Regions from separate parts of the Macaca fascicularis genome. Here region 1 is linked to region 2. A link is a contact called in public Hi-C data. All regions are on one chromosome and are shown on one strand. The core of a region is the stretch at or near the end of the contact, and the rest is flanking DNA. Distances in the headings are between cores, read along the strand shown. Region 1 overlaps ACOX2 (acyl-CoA oxidase 2). Region 2 holds the start of PDHB (pyruvate dehydrogenase E1 subunit beta).

Evidence for each region. Hi-C and Micro-C count contacts between places; a contact is called where the count stands out from the background.
Region 1: a Hi-C map of liver shows a contact between it and region 2, with 4 times the contacts expected there. The contact joins the enhancer-like site here to the promoter of PDHB in region 2. A contact is called at or near these places in 2 of 2 Hi-C or Micro-C datasets (liver and skeletal muscle).

The regions. Positions count from the first base shown.
Region 1 is chr2:121,642,605-121,645,929 of T2T-MFA8v1.1, reverse strand. ACOX2 (acyl-CoA oxidase 2) reads left to right here. Exons shown (of 14, transcript XR_012431298.1): 6 at 236-355; 7 at 679-752; 8 at 1,405-1,577; 9 at 3,100-3,262. Among named protein-coding and RNA genes, the nearest start is that of ACOX2, 6.8 kb to the left of the region's middle. Within about 2 kb of position 1,984, at least 1 of the 6 cell types and tissues checked has an H3K27ac peak or open chromatin away from gene starts, as enhancers often do. A contact at or near this core is called in liver, where this site is marked.
Region 2 is chr2:121,525,606-121,529,028 of T2T-MFA8v1.1, reverse strand. It overlaps PDHB (pyruvate dehydrogenase E1 subunit beta), which reads left to right and starts at 1,890. Exons shown (of 10, transcript XM_005547491.4): 1 at 1,890-1,964; 2 at 2,048-2,101. The coding sequence starts at 1,923.

The sequences.
Region 1 (3,325 bases), core at 735-3,234, 120 kb before region 2:
ATTCATTAATAGTTGGGGGGTGGGGGCCAAAAAAAAAGCTGAATCATTTCACAGTGCCTTTGCCAAGTCACTGCTAAGTTTGCTTGGTTCTTTGGGGGCAATCCCCCCTCTCTTTGATCAGTGACTTTTCAGGGCCCCAGAGGTACCCATCCAAAACCCCAGCCCCAGGAGGCTGGGTTGGGAAAAGCAATGCGCAGGTCTTCCTGTGACGGGCCTCTCCTCTCTCTGCCCTCAGTGGGACGGTCAGCCACCCATGCCCTGGTCCAGGCCCAGCTGGTCTGCTCAGGAGCCCGGCGGGGCATGCACGCTTTTATTGTGCCAATCCGGAGTCTTCGGGACCATACCCCACTGCCAGGTGAGCCCATAATGCTCCCTCAAGGATCCCGCCAGAAGGAGAGCCCAGGTGGCCTCCCTGACCTGGGGCCCCAGAGGGCCACAGGAGTAGCTAAGACATGTCTCCCTTGGGCAGAGAGGTCCAGTTGAACAGACTTGGTGCTAACTGGTGAGGTGAACTTGAGCAAGATTTAGCATCTGTCTGACCTCAGCTTGTTCACCTGCAAAATAGGTACAATAACCCCAGGGTCACAGGCTGCTGTGACCTGGAATGTGTGTGTGATACCTGCCACATAACAAGCAGTCTCTCAACTGATAGGTGTCCTCATCTCCATCTCCTTCAAGGAATCATCGTTGGGGACATCGGGCCCAAGATGGACTTTGATCAAATGGACAACGGCTTCCTGCGGCTGAACCATGTGCGGGTCCCCAGGGAGAACATGCTGAGTCGCTTTGCACAGGTTACAGGTCTGGGGAGGACGGGGACTTGTACTTCCCAGAGAGGGGACCTGCACTTTGTGCAGGCTGGGTCTGGGTCCACCATAGAGCTGAGTTTGGGCCACATAACCTCCTCCCCCAAGAGAGGCTCTGATGTCCCACAGACTGGGGTGAACCCTGCTTAGGAGCAGTATGATCTTGGACACAGAGCCTCCGACTTCTCATGCAGAAATGCTCGTCACATAGGCTGACGGAGCAGTCGTGGGGTGGAGCTGCAGCCCCAGGAGAGGATAGAGCTGAGGTGATCTGCGTAATATTTACCCACGGTGAGGCCTGACACAGCCAGTCGCCCAGCAGATACCAGCCAGAATGCCAGCAGGAGTTCTGGCAGTCCCAACTCTGCCAGGCATCACCCCTTTAGTTATGGGTTGTGGGGCGGTCTGGGGTGTCCCAGGAGAGGCGCTGTGAAGCAGGGCACTTGGGGAAATGACCTGGTGTTTTAACATTCCAACCCCAGATGCGCCAGTTGAGGGGAGAAGCACCCTCCCTGTGTGGAGCCCCACAGCTCTGGGGAAGCAGGGGCATCCTGGGGAGCCTTGGCTCAGACACTGTGCCCGTCCTTGTTCCACACAGGTCTTGCCAGATGGCACATACATCAAACTCGGGACAGCACAGAGCAACTACCTTCCCATGGTGGTGGTGCGGGTGGAGCTGCTGTTAGGGGAGGTCCTCCCTACACTGCAGAAGGCCTGTGTCATCGCCACGCGCTACTCAGTCATCCGCCGCCAATCCCAGCTCCGGCCCAGGCAAGGGGTGCCCAGTGACTGACTACCACAGATATGCTGCCTCTTGGTCCCACAGTGCCTCCCCCGACACTCTTCTGCCAGAGCCAGAGCGCTGGGAGCAGGCACTGCCACCCACCACACACACACACACACACACACACACACACACACACACAATCTACCCAGGCCTGGCCCCATCTGGGCATGTCAGAGAGGTCTCTCTGGCTCCCTCTAACAGGGCTGACCAGTTGGCCTAACCTGCATCCTCAGTGCCTGCCCCCTCGGGCTCTGTGTGATCGTGCCTTTGGCCCTGTAGCACCAGGTCTGTCTGACTCTGTGTCTGTCCGAGTCCGGCTGTGTTCTGTGTGGCTGTGAGGGGTTGGACGGGTCTGGGTCAGTCAGTTGCAAGCTGCGTCAGACTGTGGCTGGCTGAGTTGATTCTGTCAGGCCGAGCCTAGCAAAATCCAATGTCATATCGATTGTGTGTGGCTGAACTCATTCTGTCCAGCTGTGCTGTCAGCATCCGACTGGTATGTCTATGTCTGGATCCCTTTTGTTGTAATTGGTTGTGTTGGTACCACTCCCTCCACCCCACAGCACAGAACAGCAAGGGCTGACTGAACCCTCTGTGAACACTCAGCTCGGCCATTTCACTTCATCCCTCAGCTTCCTCAGCTACAAAATGGGCGTGGCAGAAGCGGCCTTTCAGGGTGGTGTGGAGGGTGAAATGCAGTAAGGTGCATTAGGCCCTCAGCCCAGGATCCTTTCCTCTGGCAAGCTCACAGCGCCCTCGCCTGGCCTGGGCTTCGGAGTCCGGGCTGCGAGAGTTCTCCGCAGGAGAGGGCCACGGGGAAGAAGGGGCTTCTGCTGCTGTCCTGCCCGAGGCCCATTTATCTGGGCTGCAGAAGTGTCCCTAGGGTGGTCATGAGAAAGATGCGCCAGGTGAGCAGCTGCTGTCCAGAGAGGAGGCTTCTTGTAATCACACCCTCTTTCAATCCAGTTACTGTGAGCTCGTAAGTGCTGGACATAGTCTCAGGCACTGAGGACATAGCAGTGGATAAGGCAGACACAGTCCCTTCCTTGGGGTTCCATCGAACCCGAGTTTACATTCTAAGAGTTATTGTTTAGGCTTGATGTATTCCTCAGCACACAGCAAGTGCACACGGGCAGTGGAGTCACAGGTTCAAATCATCACGGGTGCACGGCCACAACTCTTCACCTGAAATCTTGGGACCAGGCACGTTGGAATCTCAGAACTTTTCAGGTTTTAGGATAATACCGTGTATATGCTGGAATTCTATAAGCCTCCCATAACAAGAGGCAGTACCCACCAACAAACGTGTCAATATTCCTGCAGTGAAATGTGTAGATGGATGTTCATGTTAGATGGGATTTTTAAAGGATTATCAACAGCCTCGTGTCAGCTCAAGTTCTGCAATGAGTTCTAAGGAACTGTCTGTTTTTAAGGTTTTTATGGTGTCAGGGATAGGGGAAGGCGGACATGGCACGTAGTGATTAAATCTTCCGGTTCTTTTCCCTTCAGTGACCCAGAGGCAAAGGTCCTGGACTACCAGACGCAGCAGCAGAAACTCTTTCCTCAGCTGGCCATCAGTTATGCCTTCCATTTCCTGGCAGTCAGCCTCTTGGAGTTCTTCCAGCACGCCTACACTGCCATTCTGAACAGAGACTTCAGCTTGCTGCCTGAGGTACCTGCTGTCCGCAGAGGGGCAGGCGCTGGGAGGGCAGCTAAGATTGCTCCACTCACTGGG
Region 2 (3,423 bases), core at 641-3,140:
TTATTTTACTTAAACACGTCTTGTGACCTTGCCTCAGAACTTACAAAATCTCTGGTATGTGCAAAACAAAATCTCTGGTACGTGCAGAAAACCAGGTACTCACAGAACTTACAAAATCTCTGGTATGTGCAAAGATTAGAGAGCAGAACAAGGGTGTAGCAGGTGGGGGGCGGGTACACATCTATCTTTGTGTCCTTTCAAGGTCATCTCCATGCAGCTGTCCCCAAATTTCTATCTCTAGTCCTGACTAGGCCCTAGGCTCCAGCCAACCTGGGTATGTCCCAGTCATCTAAAGAATAAAGGCTGGCTGCAGGGGCTCATGCCTGTAATCCCAGCACTTTGGGAGGCTGAGGCAGGTGGATCACTTGAGGTCGAGAGTTCAACACCAGCCTGGCCAACATAGTGAAAACTCATCTCTACTAAAAATAAAAAAATTAGCCGGGCATGGTGGCAGGTGCCTGTAATCCCAGCTACTCAGGAGGCTGAAGCAGGAGAATAACTTGAACCTGGGAGGCAGAGGTTGCAGTGAGCTGAGATGGCGCGACTGCACTTCAGCCTGGGTGACAGTGAGAGACTCCATCTCAAAAAACAAAAATAGACTCTTACTTCCCCAGCTCCTCGCAATTACACTGCCCCAGGCTCCTCCCTTGTCCCATCTATCCATCCAACAACGACAAAAATCCAAAATTTTCCTCAGCTCTTCCCTAGCACTTACAGCATTCCTATTGATTCTAGCCCAAATAGAACTCAAAACTGTCCCCCTCCTCTCCATCTGGAAGTTGCCTCCTAGTCTGACTCTGTCGCCACCACAGACTTCCCAGCATCCGCCTGCTATGCCTTTGCCTCCACCCCTTCCCATTCCCAGTCAGCAACCTACTGATCAATTAGGGATGGCCCTAGATGCACTACTGCACTGGGTCCCAGAGACCTTAGATTATAAACCCAGACTCCTCATCACAGCCCACAAAACCCTAATTTGGAAGTTGCAAATTCCTAATTTGGCAGCCTGCAGCTGTGATCCACAGAAGGGAATGTTTGGAATGTCTCGGGGATGGGTGGAGACTGGGTCTCCAATTGTCCCATCTGACCCCCAAGGGCCAAACTAAGACTAATGAGCTTCCAGAGGTTGTCCCTATGGTCAAGTGTTAGGCATCTCCCCATAGGGCCTTCTCTAAAGTTGTTGTAACCTTCCCCCAAACAGGACCCCAACCTCTGCTTCAGGAAGCAGTGGGAAAAGACCATGCTTTAGAGTTAGTCCTAAATATCGGCTCATTTAATCAATTTCTGCTCCAGTTTACCCATCTTCAAAATGGAGATAATAATAACACTAATTACCCAAGTGGGGTACTGTGAGAATGAGCTATAAGGCACAGATCTCAATGCTTGGCTCACAGTAGGTGGTTAATGCAATCAATGAAAGCTGTGGTCTGCATTATAAGGAATTAACAGACAGCACTGTCCAGGGAAGACTAGGCTCACTCATAAAGTGTGAAGTTCCCCATCACTACAGCGTGTGCAAGCACTTCTTGGTGCCCAAAGGATTCCAGTACCCAAAACAGGTTGGCCTAACTCTTAAGGTCTCTCCAGCTTCCAGAGATCATGCTCCTCAGTGTCTGACTTTTAGTCCCCACGCTTCAAGTAACACCGACCAGGCACGTGTGCCCAGCGTGCACCCCGCAAGTCGGTCACCGCCTACTGTCAATAAAGTTGATTTGAGGCGGCTCCAGGCAGAGGGGCAGTGCCACCCATACAACCACCTCCGCCCGGCCCCGCGGCCCCTCACCCGGTGGGCGTGGGGGGGGGGGCCGAGTCACGCAGGCGCCGCGCCTTGCCATTGGCCCGCGCCGGGGGAGGCGGGGCTTTCTTACGTCTGCCAGCCCCTCTGTGTTGTCATTTGGCAGCGGATAGAGGACACGATCAAGATGGCGGCGGTATCTGGCTTGGTGCGGAGACCCCTTCGAGAGGTAGGCAGCAGCGCGCGGCCTGTATTCCCACGCCACCCGTGTCCACCCTGCGTCCCGCCATCATCTTCCTCTTTCCCTGCCAGGTCTCCGGGCTGCTGAAGAGGCGCTTTCACTGGACCGCCCCGGCTGCGCTGCAGGTAACAGGCGCGGGCGCTTGTCGGACGAGGGCGGGGAGGGGCCCTCTTCTCTCGGGAAGGGGGCCGGAGTCGCGCCTGCGCCGTGGCCGGCCGGCGCCGTGGGCCTGGTTTGCGGAGCCAGCATCCTCCCTGGAGCTCCTGCTGCCTCTGTCGCCGCCTGGCGCTTATCACCCCGGCGAGTCACTACCTCACAGCTGGCTGGGCAATGGGGGAAAACTAAGATTAGGCGTTTCTTCCCTCACTTCATGTTTTTTTTCCTTTAAATTGCAGCAAAATAGACCTAACTTAAAATGTACTTTTTAGAAGTGTATAATTCAGTGGCATTAAGTACATTCACCATGTTGTACAACCATTAACCACCATCCATTTCCAGAACTTTTTAATCATCCTAAACAGAAACTGTCCGTTACTCGGTAACTCCTCATTTCCCTTAACCAAAGCCGTGGTAACCCCTGTTGTACTTTTCTGTCTCTATGAGGTTACCTATTCTAGAATTTTATATAAGTGGCATAATTTGTCCTTTTGTGTCTGGCTTATCTGAGCGTAATGTCCTCAGGGTTCATCCATGTTGTAGCATGCGTCAGAGTTTGATTCCTTCCTAAGGCTGAATAATATATATATGTATGTATTTTTGAGATAGTCTCGCTCTGTCACTCAGGCTGGAGTGCAGTGGCGCGATCTGAGCTCACTGCAACCTCCACCTCCGGGGCTCAAGGGATTCTCGCGCCTCACACTCCTGAGTAGCTGTGATTACAGGCGGGCGCCACCACACCTGGCTGATTTTTGTATTTTTAGTAGAGACAGGGTCTCACCATATTGCCCAGGCTGGTCTTGAACTCCTGGCCTCAAGTGATGTGCCTGCCTTGGCCTCCCAAAGTTCTAGGATTACAAGCATGAGCCACCTCGCCTAGCCCCACATTTTCTTGTTTTTGTTTGTTTGAGACGGAGTTTTGCTCTTGTTATCCAGGCTGGAGTGCAATGGCACTATCTCGGCTCGCTGCAACCTCCGCCTCCTGGGTTCAAGCAGTTCTGCCTTAGCCTCCTGAGTAGCTGGGATTACAGGCGCCCGCCACCACACCCGGCTAATTTTTTTATTTTTAGTGGAGGCCAGGTTTCACCACGTTGATCCAAACCTGCCTTGGCTTCCCAAAGTGCTGGGATTACAGGTGTGAGCCACCGTGCCTGGCCTTGTTTTGTCTATTGTGAATAATGCTGCTGTGAACATTGATGTGCAAGTATATGCTTGAATCCCTGCTTTCAGTTATTTGGGGCATATACATAGAAGTGGAATTGATGGATTGTATGTTAATTCTCCTCTCCTT